Regions from separate parts of the Mus musculus genome. Here region 2 is linked to region 1. Evidence: chromatin contacts called from public promoter capture Hi-C data. All regions are on one chromosome and are shown on one strand. The core of a region is the stretch at or near the end of the contact, and the rest is flanking DNA. Distances in the headings are between cores, read along the strand shown.

Region 1 (7,943 bases), core at 2,962-5,461:
AGACAGAGTCCAGGTTCAGTTGCATTATTGGAGAACTTCATTTTCTCTTTTATAAAATATAAGAAAATAACAGCAGTAAACTCTTATCTGACTAAGAAAAATTTTCAGTCTGTAAAATGTATGCACACCTTTTATTTGCTCAGCTCCTCATCCATCACAGCCAAGGTATGAATCCTTTTGAAGTAGTTATTAAACATACAGATGCAAGTATACTTATACCTATGTGGATATATATGTGATGTGTATACACATACACACAAAAGGATACTATGTATCCAGATAGACACTGTCCGTCTGTCTGTCTGTCTGTCTATCTATCTATCTATCTATTTATCTATCTATCCCCCCCTCTCTCTAGATGTATAGTGTCCTTTTCAATTGAAAAAAATATATACTGGGTTCTGAACCTTTTTGAGTTGAACAAATCCTGATTTTTTTTCCATTTAAGTAGATAGAATTTCTCAATTCATTAACAGTCACATAAAATTAAGTTAAATTGGTTTTCTGTGCTTTAGCAGTTCTCATTAATTGATTGATACTGAACTTTTCTCCCTGCATATATGAGAATTTGAAATTGAAGATTAAACTGTACTTCTAGCAGCCCTTTATGGGAACACGCAGGAACTCTGGTAGTAGAGACGCCATTACACAGGGGGTGGAAGAGTGCTTCCAAGGTTTTTACTATGGACTTTACCCAGTCTAAGTCAAATTGTGCTTTCCTACTTTAAAGGTACCACTCTCTTAATAGCCTTTTCCAGATTATTTCTGAAAAAAAATTTTTTTACAACCTCTTGCTTATGTTGTCCTTTTAAAATGTAGTATTTACATTTTAAAAACTTTGTTTTTTGCCTTTATTTTTTTTTAAACTAGATCCTTACAATAAATGAGGATGGATCACTTGGTTTGAAAACCCCTAAATCTCACGTTTGTGAGCACTGCAATGCTGCCTTTAGAACGAACTATCACTTACAGAGGCATGTCTTCATTCATACAGGTATTGAATTAAAATGGGCTTGTGGCCATTAAAATTATTATCATTGTTGTTTTCACCTTCGTATAAATGTCATCTAATCTTAAGACCATAGCTTACTTGGCATTGTCAGTCAAAATCTGTAGCCAGGCTATCAGGAGGAAACCGAGAAAGACTTTAAATGAGAGGACAATTGATTAATGCAGATATATCCATCTAATAGTGTTAATTGGGTATTCACTTGCCTTAAAGTTCTCTTTTTCAACGAGAGAAAATGCTTACGGATGTAGTAAGAGCCTGTTGGATTCATTTTTCTGTGTATGAACAGCACAGACAGTGTTTGGAAATCAGATATTAGAAATGGTAGCTAACAAAAGTAGAAGTTAAAAATCGTGAAATTGTTGAAAATAGAGCTAAAGGCTGATCACACACCTTTAGAACGGCAAGCTAGAAATATAAATGACTTGGTGGGTAAAGGAGATGTGTTGAAGTAGAAAATGCAGTGATAGCCAGAAGCCGATAGAGAAAGGATTTAAAGAGACCTCAGGGTAGAGAGACCGTGGCTGTAGTCTGTGGAACAGAGGTGAGGACTCCTGTAAGCTTCAAGCCCAGTGGGTGAGGAAGCACTTCAGACTTGAGACTGCCCTCGTAGGGTGTGGTGGGAGGACGGAGGAAGGTGCCAAGGAGCAGTGCAGCATGGAAGCACAGCTTCCCCTGGGCAGACCACAGCACTGGGGATTGAATTCGGTCTCCAGCAGAGACAGACTGCTTCCAAGGACAGAGGTAAAAGGGCAGAGGGGGATGGTTAGCCACTGAGAACAGGATGTGCATGCCTTCAGATAGGGAACACCAGGACTCTGGACAGTGCTTCCTTAGCTCGTATATCTTTTAAGTTTTGTTTTCTTTCTTATTAAAATGATATAAATGAAATTTTATTTTTTGTGTGATTGTGAAAATGTGAAACTTTAAATCCCGTGGGAAATTTTTGAGGGAAAGTATAACTGTTAATGAAAAATGTTTTTTAAAATCATGTGGTGTTTTAGAATTTCCCCAAATTTGGACTTCTAAGACATATATCCTCAGAAGTATGACTTAAAGTGTTGTCTTATTCATTAACTAATATATGGATGTCAAATTATTTTAAGGCGAAAAACCGTTTCAATGTAGTCAATGTGACATGCGTTTCATACAGAAGTACCTGCTTCAGAGACACGAGAAGATCCATACCGGTGAGTGCTGTGTCCTGCCTAACTAAGCTCATGGTCACCACCACAGGTGGAGGGAGGGAGGGAGGGAGGGAGTCTAAAAAGGCACACTGCTTAAGACTATCAGTCTCTTAATTGTAGTTAAATCCAGGTTTTAATGAATTACAACAAATTATTTTGAAATAGTTCCATAATAATATAAATTACATATTTTGAGTAACAAAGAAGGAAACTTTCCTGAAATAGCTGTGTAAGCTAAGTAAAATGATCATTCCCACTTATAAGGAGCAGTAGCATCCTTCATGTCTCTTTGTTACATGGCGCACTGTATCAAGGAAGACGCTGCCTGTGTCTCCATCCAGGGTTAATGATTTGGAAGTTCACTAAAGTGATCTATATGTTAAATTTTTTAATCTCATTTTAAAGCAAGTATCTCAAATTTTCTAAGTGACTTTGATTTAATAGACTATTGACTTTTCTTCTTTGATATTTCTAAGCATTGTAAGAAGACGTTTCTTTGAAATTAATTTACAGTGTTCAGGAGGTGAGGTGTGTGTGTGTGTGTGTGTGTGTGTGTGTGTGTTTTAGATTTTGTTGGAATTAAGAATGGTGATGAGTGCTAACAGTGACAATGCCAGCCCTGCGAGTTATTAGGGCCTTGTTACGTCCCTGTCCCAGAGTTATTTCGATGTGGTCTTATGGTATGTGCAGGATCTGTGGAACGGGATCCTTGGACACACTAATAGATAGCAGCCCTTTTTAATCAAAAGCTTTCCTGTGTCATGTTTGGTTTTATTTTGAGACAGGTCTTAACTCTAGCTAAAATGGCCTGGAACTCTGTCTTTATGCCTCAGTCTGCTGAGTGCTGCTATCATCGGCATGAGCCGCTATGCTCGGCTGAAACATTTATCACTTTAATATATGGTGGAAGAAAAAAATCATGTGGCTTTTATGTGACTTGATAGTTAACTTGAAATTTCAGTGCAATAATAAAAATGTTAGGTCCAAGGTGAAAAGAGTTGAATATTTTCATGTGTTTATTAGATTTTGATGATTTGTTCATTTAACAAAAACTTAGTGGCTGACCCTTCAATGTTTTTCAGTTGCTAGGAGTACACAGAGACTATTTTGGAGATAAGAGACATATGGATAAGCATCATGTAATTAAGTGTTGTAGACTTCTTGAGAATTACCCCAGAGAAAGCCTCTGCAAAGCGGCCTGAGGCAAAGTTATAAGTCTGTGTGTGACTGGATGGGTGAGCGTGATCTGAGAAAGTGAGACATAATGCTTGTCCTTTTGTCACTCTGACATTGCACTGTGGTGAACTCTGAATGCCCTGGCCACAGTCTTGTAATAGTTCTATCCTGGTTTCATTCCTGACAAAACAACACGGGGCACGCATTTGTTCTAGCTCTCAGTTCCAGGCTGCAGTCTGTCACAGACAAGTCAAGGCTCATACATGCATGCATGCTGGTTCAGTGCACTCTCCTCCAGGCCCAAACCACGTGCTTCTCACTTCTAGGCTATGAATGTAACTAAGAAAATCACCCATAGACCTGCTCACAGACCAACCTGATCTAGACAGTGTCTCACTGAGACTCCCAGGTGATTCTCAAATGTTCCGTTGACTCTTAAAGCAAAGTCACACTTTCTGATTGGGTTTAAGTGAAGTGTGATGAGTAGTTTATTGAGAACTTACTAAAGAAATACCAGGTACTGTTGTTTAGTCCTCCCATTAGTTTTGAAAGGCAGGAGGTATTACTGTCCTCAGGATATATTAGGCAACAGAGAGAAGATGAGAATTTCTTTAACTTCTACAATGTAGTAAATGAAGTTGCACAGACTCCAGTTCAAGTCTCTGTCACTCTAGAGACCAAGATACAGCCACTGAGCAAAATGAGACACAAAATAGCTATATAACTTTTGGCTCTTTGAATTTTTCTTCCTGTCACTAAGCCAGTCAGTTTTGGCTTAGCTTCTCTGTGTGTTAGTAACATCTGCAATGAGTAGAAAGCAGAGGCCAACATTCTCATGTTACAGAAAACAGCCTTGAAGACATACTGACTCCAGAGGAGTCATAACAAGGCAAAGACACTCTCAGAGTCAGTGTCTCCTCCCCCTCCCTCTCCCTCTCCCTCTCCCTCTCCCTCTCCCTCTCCCTCTCCCTCTCCCTCTCCCTCTCCCTCCCCCTCCCCCTCCCCCTCCCCCTCCCCCTCCCTCTTGTGTATGCATGTGGGGAGGGGGAATTTTAATAACAGTTTAATCCAAAGGAATTGAAATTTAAATGTTATAAGGCCAGTAATTTTCAAACTCCCACCCACCCATCCTGTGATAGCAAGCTTACTTTTTTGAAACTAATTTTTAAATAAAATCCAGCACTGAGATTACCAGACATCAAGGCCTGACCTTGGTCCCCAGTACTAACAATAAAAAAAGCAAAAGATGCCAGGCCGAGATGGCACACACCTTTAATCCCATCACTCAGGAGGAGAGGCAGGCAGATCTTTGAATTTCAGGACAGCCAAGGCTACACAGAGAAACCATGTTTCAAAACAGACAAAAAAATGAATAAACCTTAAAAAAAAAAACTCAGAGAAAATCCTAGGGTCAATACCTAGCACTACAAATACAAGGAGTTCCCCACCCCTGTACTCTAACAACCGGTTCTCTAACTCCCAGGACACATTTGTGCCCTGCAGTTGGATATAGCTCTGGCAGTACTTGAGCTGGAATCCAATCCCACAAGGGCCTGAGCAAGACTCTCCTCTCCTCAGACGCTGCATTAAGTCCTCTCATCTGTACTTCTGACCAGTTGTAAGCTGAGGGTTCCCATGACCCCCTACTTCAGTCTTACGATTCACAGAACTCAGAAAAGCCCTTTACTTGTATTTACAACGTTGCTGTAAAGGATGTGGATGAACAGCCAGATATGAAGTGAGTCTGGAAGGGTCCTCCACTTCCTGGAACATGGATGTGTTGCCCACCAGAGGCCTCTGAGTGTTATGCATGCAGGGGCTTTAAGGAGGTTGCTTGAGATTGGGGAGAGTGTGGTGAGAATTGAAGGCTAATCAAGGCCTGATGTTCTTGTGAATAGCATCGCCTTGAACCTCCCTATGATCCCACCAAAAGTCAGCTCAGTAAAACAGAAGAGGCTTCTGGGCTGGAAATGCCCAGGAGTTGAAGCGCTCTGTCTGCTGCAGGACAGAAGACACTTAGCACTACCATAGCTGAGGAGGGGACAGGGGTTTCAGGCACTGTCAGGAAGCAGGGTCAAAAACCCTAAGAATGGCATGAAAAACATTGAGTAATTCCAGTCCCTCAGGAAAATACAAGGATTTTAGGAGCTGTTTATCAGAACCTAGAGGCAGAGACCAACCTTTACATTATATCAGTATTGCTGGTGGTGTTTCAAGAAGTTAGTCCCAAATTTATAGTGACTGAAAAATGATCTGTCTGGAACATAGGCAAGAATATTTTTAAATCTAGTCACATAGTTTACATGAACCAACGCCATATTGAGTTAAATATCATTGAGACATTCTTCTTTAAGACTATTTTCAAAAAATGGAGGAAATATTTTGATCTAACCTGAAATGAGTCCATCAACTTTTGTTGTAACTAATGGTGGGAGAAATATCTACATGGAACAGAAAATAGTGTTTGGGCAATAAAAGTCATTTAAAGTGAGGCTTTTCACTGTTGCCCGTGAGTGCTGCCTTGTGAAGTACTTGGAAACACTGTGTATCACTGGAGTAGGATGTCAGCAGCGGGATCTACTTGCTCTAGATAGACTTGGCCATCACTGCCTGGGAGCCTGACTTTTTCTGCTGTGTAGAACGTTGATGTTTTAGAAGTGGTGAAGTTTTAGTGGGAGGTTTCCATGCATGTGTGTACATGTGCGTGCCTACTATGGTGGCACTCAGGAGGAAAGCCCTCAGGAGGGTCTTTTTCTCCTGCCATGCAGATTCTAGGTCTGGAATTCAGGACCGCAGCCTTGACAGCAAGCACCTTTACAACAAAGCCCAGTCTCTGACCATGATCTGATGAGCATGGAGTCAGGGCGAAATGTGTTTCTGGATAAAGTAAACCACACTCAGTTGTTATTAATGAACATTGTAGGATGGTTTTGGAAATTAGCGTTTGCTTAAGATTAAAAATGTTTCTTAATACATCCAACTTAGTGTTACAGGGGGAACTACTTTTGTGGCAAATTTACTTCAGTGGCAGCTGTTGAGTCCCCAAGTACAGCTTTAACCACTGCCGCACTGTTACATGGGGGGAGACTCGCCTCGAATCTGGCTGTTCATCCACATCCTTTACAGCCACGTTGTAAATACAAGTAAAGGGCTTTTCTGAGTTCTGTGAATCGTAAGACTGAAGTAGGGGGTCATGGGAACCCTCAGCTTACAACTGGTCAGAAGTACAGATGAGAGGACTTAATGCAGCGTCTGAGGAGAGGAGAGTCTTGCTCAGGCCCTTGTGGGATTGGATTCCAGCTCAAGTTATGTTAGCTTCTGGACAGTGATCCAAAGGAAATGTCTGTGTTTCTGAATCCACTTAAATGATTAACCTCACCCAATCTTTTATATTGGCAATTAGTAGTATATAATGTAAAAGTATTAAAAGTCCAGAGAGCAGGAATTTATTGCAATTTTACAAATTCCTTTCAGTTTTCATGGGTTGATACCAGTACTTTGTGATAAGCTTCCATAAAGATGGAAAACATAAAAATCACATTAGTGTTTTGTTGTTGTTTGTTTTTATTACTTTAAAAAAAATTATTAGATATTTTCCTCATTCACGCTTTAAATGCTATCCCCTTTCCCGGTTCCCCCTCCCCCTGCTCACCAACCCACCCACTCCCACTTCCCGGCCCTGGTACTCCCCTACGCTGGGGCATAGAACCTTCACAGGCCCAAGGGCCCCTCTTCCCATTGATGACTGACTAGGCCATCCCCTGCTGCATATGTAGCTAGAGCCATGAGTTATACCATGTGTTTTCTTTCATTGGTGGTTTAGTCTCTGGGAGCTCTGGAGGTACTGGTTAGTTCATATTGTTGTTCCTCCTATGGAACTGCAAACCCCTTCAGATCCTTGGGTACTTTCTCTAGCTCCTTCATTGGGGACCCTGTGCTCTGTCCAATGGGTGGCTGTGAATATTCACCTCTGTATTTGTGAGGCACTGGCAGAGCCTCTCAGGAGACAGCTATATCAGCAAGCTCTTGTTGGCATCCGCAATAGTGTCTGGGTTTGGTGGTTGTATATGGGATGGATTCCCCAGGTGGGGCAGTCTCTGGATGGTCATTCCTTCAGTCTCTGCTCCACATGTTGTCTCTGTAACTCCTTCCATGGGTGTTTTGTTCCCCTTTCTAAGAGGATTGAAGTATCCACACTTTGGTCTTCCTTCTTCTTGAGTTTCATGTGTTTTATGAATTGTATCTTGGGTATTCCAAGTTACTTTCTCATACATGGTTTCTCTGTGTAGACCAGGCTATCCTCAAACTCAACCATCTGCCTGCTTCAGCCTGCCAAGTGCTGGGATTAAAGTCATACGCTACTGCTACCACTGTGCAGCTAAAAACTGCACTGATTATTAGCATTGTCATTTAAAATAGCCTTTAAGGAAGCACTCTTCAGCACTAACTTATCATTGAGTTTTTTTATTATTATTACTTCCTACCATAAAAAGAGAATCCCAGTCTTTTCATATTATGGTTTGAACTTTATTAATAAAAGCTTTGTAGAAGTTTATCTTTTTATATTTGTA
Region 2 (7,761 bases), core at 2,903-5,402, 210 kb after region 1:
CTAAAGCCAATGCTCTGCTCCCCACCCCCAGGCTAAGCTCAGTGTGGGTGTGTGTTGACTAACTTTCCATCCTCTGGAACCCCTAGTCACCTGAACCCCGGCCATCCCAGGAATGGTCACCACTGGATTCCAGCCTTAGCAATGCTGTCCTATACTGTTACATATGCTCAGGGGTAAAGTGGGCACACTTGACAGACCCCGGTGATCACAGCATTGTGGAGAGGCTGTGGGGCTGGGGAGAGCTCTTCCTGCTTTCACACAGTGACCTCATCGTATCCTCAGACTGACCTGGCGAGGCATCGAAAGATAACGGGGTTTCTTCTCAATGGACAGATGGGGACACTGAAGTCAATAACGATCACTCGACTTGGCTGAGGACTGGGAACAACTTCGGGACAGAACTTGGAGAAAACCCAAGGTCCTCTTCTCCACTGCCCAATGGGCAGAGGGCACAGTGGACTGCAGCTTGTTCTGCTTATTCACTTTGAGGCATAGAATATCTTATGCGAATTATGGGAGATTCAAGTAGCTGGGCCCCGAGGGATCCTCTGATTAGCTACCCTCTTTGTGCAAGGAAAGAAACTTTAATGCTCCCCCTCCCTCTCAGACACCCTGATGCCAGCTGGTGGAGATTGTTAGCAATCTACCCAGGCCTCGCCTCCTCCTCTTTGCCTCTGTGTCTAGGCCACATTTCCCAGCTTCCTTCCCAGTTGGGTGAAACCTATTGTCGTGTTCTCCCTAGTGGAATGTAAGAGGAAGTGAGGCACACCCCTCCCGGCCTGGCTCATCGACGTTTCTCCTGCTTACCTCTCTGTGTTCTTACCTCTGGCTGATTGGAATGCCGAATCCCAAAGCAAAGTTGGAAGCCATATGCTGTGGAACGGTAGAACCAGCGGATTGCACGTCCCTAAAAGACTGAGAAGAGCTGCCTCGCAGACCTTGACTTCTGTGTTGTGAACAAGGAGGAAATATCATGAGGGTTAAACTGCTGAGTATTGGAGTCTTGTTTGTTACTGCAAACCAAGGCACGAAAGCCTCTGTACAAGCTTTGACTCTGCTTAACTTGAGGAGGCAGAGACACATGATTCCCGCAGCCCACCAACTTCCCTGTCAGCTCCTGTGGTGCACCCTCGCTCCTGCCTCTGTAGCCCTAGCTCCTCCAATTTGACCTGAGCTGTTTTCAGTCTAGATCATCAGACTCCCAAGGCCAGATGAGATCTATGAGGGCATCTTACATATCCTCCCGGTTCTAGAGAGAAGTTCTAACTCATCTGAGATGATCAAGACTCTTGTCTGTATTTCCAGGCTCCTGAAGAAGAAGTGACACTACTGTTAGTACCAAACCCTAAAAGGCAGAGACTGTAGGATTGCTGGGAGCCTTCCTCACACACCTGTCTGCCAGAAAGATCCATTTCCCTTCCCATAAAACTATGTCAGTCCCTAATAGCTGTTATGAATATCAAAGCCCCCACACTAGCTGTGGTGGTTTCAATATGCTTGGCCCAGAGTGGTACTATCAGGAGGTGTGGCCTTGTTGGAGGAAGTGTGTCACTGTGGGTGTGGGCAGTGAGACCCTCCTCCTAACCACATGGGATCAGGTCTTTTCCTAGTGGCCCTCAGATGCAGATGTAGAACTCTCAGCATCATCACTGCCTGGATGCTGGCATGCTCCTGCCTTGAACCTGTAACCCAGCCTCAATGAAATGTTGTCCTTTATAAGAGTTGCCTTGGTCATGGTGTCTGTTCACGCAGTAAAACCCTAACTAAGCACCAGTCTCCTGGTCCTTCTCACCTCTCCCTCTACTATATGACCTCCCACACTGTTCTACCACCCCACCCCCACCCACCCCTCCACCTGTTCTTTATAAAGGATGGATTTTCCTACTTTTGCTTCACTCTCTCATCTTCTCTCCCCACTTTTTTTTCTCTGCTCCCAAGAGCTATCCCTGCCCAGAGCTGATTCTCTTCTTGTACTTTCTGTCCCTGAGAGGCAGCCATGGCTACTTTAGACTTCCTGAGTGCCTCTGGTTATTCTTTCATACTTACAACAAACCTTTCTTTCAGATGCACCCATAAAGTGCTCCAGTCTGATGGTTTCACTGGGCCCTGGCTTATGTGTCCTTAAGGCACCTGCTTTAATAGCCTTGCCCCTGAACCTTAAAACACTGGGATAGAACACTTCTTATCAATCATCTAGGACAATGTGTTTTATAGATGAAATAATTAAGGACTAGGTCACAGTTAAAGAAATCAGGGAAAAAAGATTCTAGGAGCAAGCTGGCAGCTGTTTGCAAGTTCCTGACGCAAGTATAGCCTCCCTGATAATCCCTCTTGCTTTGTCCTAGGAGATGGAAAGGTATTAAGACCCAGCAACATCTTTGCAGCCCTTCATCCACCAGTTAGGCTGGCAGTTCCTCTGGAAGTTCAGGTAGAAGGTAGAAAGACAGATCTGTGATACTTAAAGGGAGGGGCAGGAGGCAGGTGTGATGCCCTTGGGCACCGGAGGCAAAGGCAAGATTCCCAAGCGAGCTTTCTGAATACACACGAGAAGCCCAGACAGGCCTTTAAACCCTTAAGCCTTCCTGTTTGCCTGAAAGCATGTCCTGGCCTTTAACTAGTCCTCCTTTCTGTTCAAGGGAGGAAGCTATGGTGACCAGAACCTCAGAGCACAGTGTACTGAGCTTAGCCAGATGGGACTGGGCTGCTGTGTAGTCCTGCTTGTTAACAGGGGAGCTGTGTCAGGAGGTGGGGCCATGCTTGGATTGTTGTTGTTTGAGAAAGAAAGAGGACTGAGCATTTCATGTGAGACCTGAAAAGTTAGGTTTCATTTGTGGTTCTATAAACCCTAACCCAAACCAATTCTCCACTCTTGGCTCATTTGTCTAAGGTAAACTTGTTTATACGGAGCATCCTTTGTGTCCTGCCAAGTGACTCACTTGTACCGAGTCACCAGAAAATGGGTCTAGGCCCATCTACCGATGCGCTGGACGTTATGATCTGATCGTTCCCCTGGAGGCGGGTCATGGAGGCTTGGAGACAGAGAGAGGCAGAGACATGGGGAAAGAGACAAGCCTGTCTCCTGAACATTTGGTAAACAGACAAAGAACCCTAGCACATCTGAGAGCATCCCAAGGGATCTGTGGTTTTCAGTTTGGATGAGATATTGTCTGAATTATTGACAACTCTAAGCTATGAGGTAAGCACGAAGCCACATGGTCATTCAATGAGAAATCCTTTAGTTGTTGGTTCTCTTAGCAACTCTTAAGCAAGTTATTTCCCCCTATTTTGAGCTGCTCATTCTTTACTTACAAAGAAAAGAGATTTGGGTCTTAAAATCTGGACATTGTATCATTTGTCTCCTAGGAAGGGAGGGAATAGGGACACACACAGAATTTTACTTACCAAGCAAATTTATTGACACTCTGTCTTGGAACATCTCCCCTAAAGGTTTCTTTTTAACTTCTGTGTGGGCTGCTTTTTTTTTTTTTTTTTTTTTTATGTTTAATTTGCAAATTGCTGTCCTTTTCCTGGCTATGGGTTTTCCCTTGCCCCAGACTCGGTTCAGTTTTCTCTTCCCTCTGGCCTCTTTGGGTGTCTCAGCAGTGACATCTTTGAAGAACTATGGTGTAAGCCAAAGATAGCGTGGGAAGGAAATCAGGCTTCTGAGCCTTCAAGAAGATGAGGGTTCCCGCCCTGGCTAAAGCAAATCTTCTCACCAATTCTGGGGACCCAAAAGGGCGGCAGTGGGTTGGGGCCTCTTCAGATCCTTAAGGGCAATGCAGGTCCACGTATGGAACAGGGTCTAGGATTCACTTCTCTGTCTTTTGAAAGCTCTCTGTATACTCACTCACCTGATGTCAATTACACCGCCAGAATCTACTTTTCACAGACCTACTGTGTGGCTAAGGAACTGGGAAAGTGCCCCCCACCCCAATTTCATTTCTCCAAAAGCCAAAGCGATACTCCAGGGTGTGGGCCCTGTAACAAAAGTCGCAGGGGGCTCCATGAGTTCACCCGGGGGTTCCGTGAACTCACCCGGGAGACCGAGACCGCCCCCGCCCTCTTCCTGCCCTCTCCCCGCCCCCGGGCCCCCGCGCGGGGCGGGTGATGTCAACCGAGGAGGAGCCGCCCGCCCCGCGACCCGCCCGGGCTGATTGGCGTGTGGCAGCACCAGGGCTGCCTCCGCCCTCCCGCGGCTCCCACAACTTTTGCGGCTGAGAGCGCGCTCGCACCCCGCTCCGCTCGCCGCCGCCCTCGGCCCGGCGCCCGGCATGTGAGCGCGGGCGGCCGCCGCCACCATGGCCACGCCGCGCGCCCCGCGGTGGCCGCCACCGTCGCTGCTGCTGCTGCTGCTGCTACCGCTGCTGCTGCTGCCGCCCGCTGCCCCCGGGGCGCGGGGCTCCCTTCCCTCCCCGGCCCATCGAACACTCCTCCCGGTCGCGGGACCGCTTTCGCCGCCTGGCGCCGGACATACGGCCCCCGGACCCGGCGTCGCGACCCGGCGGGGACGTTCCGGCCGTGTCCCCAGAGGCGTGAGCGCGGGTGAGTGAGAGTCTCCAGCGAGGGTCAGGGGGCGTGGGCGCTTCGCGGCTGCCCCATCCCGGCCGAGGCTCCGTGGACCCTCGTGGGTGGAACCCTGAGGGTGGCCCAGGACGGAGAAACGCTGTCCCTGGCCACTGGAATATAAAATGTTCACATGCATTCCCTCCCTGTGCTTTGGAAGAAAACTCTCTCCTGGATTAGCCCACACCCTTCTCACTTTTACAAAACGAAGACCCCAAAGAGCCTCTCACCTCGTGGGGAGTGGTAACTTCTGGCTGTTGTCCCTCGGTTTCAGCCCCCAACCCCCAGATTTAGAACTGGTCTCTCCTGGTCTAAAGCCTGACTTTCCAGTATAAGTAAATAACGGATTTCGGAGTTTGGAATGCTTCTAGTACTTAGGACTTCATAAAGGACAAAGAGTGCGCTTTAAAACAAAGCTACCCAGTTAACCTTAGGAGCAGGGTTACTTGGGATGGGGCTGGGGGCGCTGCAAGGTCAAACCCCTGGAAGCCACTGACTGGCTCTGGACTGTCCTGGGCCCTTTCCTCCCCCAGCCAGCTGCTTGCTGTGCAGGCAGGCACTGCCTGTCCTGGTCACAGAATGGGGACTCAGCTCCTGTGCCTGCCTCCTTTGTTTCTAGTTCCTTTTTCTGTTGGAAGAAAATGCCACGGCCTGGGTGGGATTCTAATGTAACCCCCACACGACCTTGGCTGTGTCTCATCTTTGGCTCTCAGTTTCCCCATCTGTGGAATGGAGGGGCCCCATTCCTCCCTGCCTCCAAGTGACAAGAGGTGACAAAATGAAAGTAAAAATAGTAGAAAGTGCTGTGAACCAAACCAGCCTAGGTGATGTTAGCCATTTGTCCTCCCGTAAGAGGCAGAGGGCACACATCGGGCTCTGTTGTTGCCACACTGGGACTGCCAAGATTTTGTCCAGTTTCCACTTCTTGTCTGTCTGTCTGTCTGTCTGTCCATCTTACATGTTTTACAAACTTTCTCCCAACTTGCTCATCCTTAGAACATAGAGGTACTACTTCCTAGAATTGAATAAGAGAAACTTTTCTACCCTCATAAAGCCTCATTTGAACCATAATCTCCCCTCCGCAGACTGCCTTAGCCTTGTGAACTTCTGAGTCACTGGTCCAAGACAGGGAAACTGAGGAAGGGTGAATAAAGGGAGGGAAAGCTGTGCTGAAGGTCTTTACAGACATGCTGTGCAGCCCCAACTTCCATAATCTTGATGACTGATTTTCAGAGAAAGGAATTGAGAACTTTGAAGACATTTACTGTTCTAGATACAGTTGTGTGTAAGGAACTGATAACTCAGATGGCCACCTGGGAACCCAAGGCAGGTGCCACTAACTGGTACTCAGGCTGAAGGCTCCATCTTGTGAGGGGCTATGAAGGGAGCAGGGATGCTGGGCTCCAGCTTGAGGCTGGCACAGGAATCTCCTTCCAATGGCAGAGCCTGTTCCAGGCTCACACAGGTGTGAGTGTAGCATCAGGCTATAGTAGCACCTGAGTTAGGGGAGATAAGGTAAGAATAGGGGCCTTATGAGAGCCGGGCCTTCACAGCCATGGTGCTAGAACTGCTCTGTTCTGTTCGTTTGGGGAAAAGCAGGATAGAGGCAAAGGAAGAACCCAGGAAGGAACAAGAATAATCCAGACTTTCTTTTAAGGTTTCCTGATCTCTATTGCTCTAAGGCCCAGTCTGGGGCAGGGGTGTTTAAAAGGTAAAGTTAGAAGAGGTGCACTCTATGACCTGTTGAAACCTTCGAGAAGTTATCAGTGTGGCCGAAGATCTAAGCACTGCCTCTCAGGTTTCTGTTAGTGCCTCAAACGATGTCACATAGGAAAAGGACACAGCAAACAAGCAGCTACAACACAACAACAATCAGCGACCTCAGGGAGCCGGAGTTTTGTAGCAACCTCTTAAAATTTTCCTGGCCCACTTTGATCTCCTCCCGACTCCCCGCTGGCCATTACACACTGCTAGGCCCTCACATCTGCAGAAATCCTTGGTGGTCCTTTTGCAGATATCCAGCCTCCCTGATACCCGGGCAGATGGTCACCCATGCTCTGCATCCACTTTTTTTTTGTTTGTTTGTTTTTTTTTTTGTGTGTGTGTTTAGGGAGATGAGTGTTCTTGATGGTAGTGAACCTTGAGTCGCACAAATAATACCCTTAAGCTGACAGTTGGGTCCCCTGAGCCACTTCTTCTGGGGGTGCTGGTGGCCAGTGCCTGGTCATCACGGTCTGGGCTTCCAAATATTCCCCAGTGAGTAGCAGAGACTTAATTCTTCTCAGAGGGTCCTTCTAGCTCCTCTCTCCCCAGAGAGTTCAAGGTTCCCACTGCTGGGTGGCTGTGTTTGCATTCCATTTGTGGGCTGTTTGCTTGTGTCACACTGTCCTCCAGGGAGAACTGCCCCCTGTTTGTATAGCCATTATTTGGCTTTTGTGACCCACCTGTCACCGGGTTCCACTGTGTTTGCCGCTTCAGCCATCAATGAAAAGAGACTGAGAGCTAGAGATTTCCTCTCTCTGTGTTGGCTTTCCTATGACTGAGGGTCCCCCAGAGCCATCGCTCCGGGCTGAGAACTAAGTTTAATTTTTCAGTCCACAGGCCACACTTTCATTGTGAGAGCTGCGGGGCGGGGAGGTGGGAAAGAGGCTGGACTTAGACTGAGAATCCTCCGAAAGAACTTCCCCACCCGAAGGGGAAATGGTGCTGCTGCCTTGTTAAATTAAGCAGCCAGCCCAAGGAATAATAATCTTACAGAAATGTGGTTCCCTAAAGGAAGAGAGCCATGAGCCCAGCCCCTTCTGAGCTGTTAAATGGTGGTTCCTAAATTGCTCTAACTTTGTAGCCCAACTTCATCCTTTAGCTAGGCTGCCACAGTACCACTGCAAGGTGCTATGAAGGCTGGCTGGGGAAGAAAGTGTGACCCTCCTGGCTGAGGCTGAGAGATAGATCTGGGCATCTAGAAACCGCTTCTCTGACAGAGGTTGTCACAAGTAGAGAGAGAGACTTGGTGCTGAAAAGCCACATCCTTTTCACCTTGCCTCTCTCCTGGTGCGTGCAGATGCTGAGCTCATGTTTTCTGCTCACCAGCTGACTTGTGTGTGGACAAGGGGAGACTTCACTGTGCCCATGCCAGCTGGGCAGTTACTGCCTCCTAGACCCAGAAGCAAGGGCAGGAGCCTCTCTGCCTTCCAGTGA

What was found. Promoter capture Hi-C pulls out the DNA fragments that hold promoters and counts their contacts.
Region 2: a promoter capture Hi-C map of hippocampal neurons shows a contact between it and region 1, with 2.7 times the contacts expected there. The contact joins the promoter of Heg1 here to the enhancer-like site in region 1. A contact is called at or near these places in 6 of 39 promoter capture datasets (the 3T3-L1 cell line, 3T3-L1-derived adipocytes, frontonasal cranial neural crest and 3 more), 1 of 115 datasets of contacts at active chromatin or transcription factors (fibro-adipogenic progenitors) and 1 of 9 other capture datasets (adipose tissue).

Annotation. Positions count from the first base shown.
Region 1 is chr16:33,465,985-33,473,927 of GRCm38.p6, forward strand. Zfp148 (zinc finger protein 148) reads left to right here. Exons shown (of 9, transcript NM_011749.4): 6 at 871-994; 7 at 2,116-2,199. Among named protein-coding and RNA genes, the nearest start is that of Slc12a8, 48 kb to the right of the region's middle. Within about 2 kb of position 4,212, at least 12 of the 459 cell types and tissues checked have an H3K27ac peak or open chromatin away from gene starts, as enhancers often do.
Region 2 is chr16:33,680,314-33,688,074 of GRCm38.p6, forward strand. It overlaps Heg1 (heart development protein with EGF-like domains 1), which reads left to right and starts at 4,153. Exons shown (of 15, transcript NM_175256.5): 1 at 4,153-4,542. The coding sequence starts at 4,299.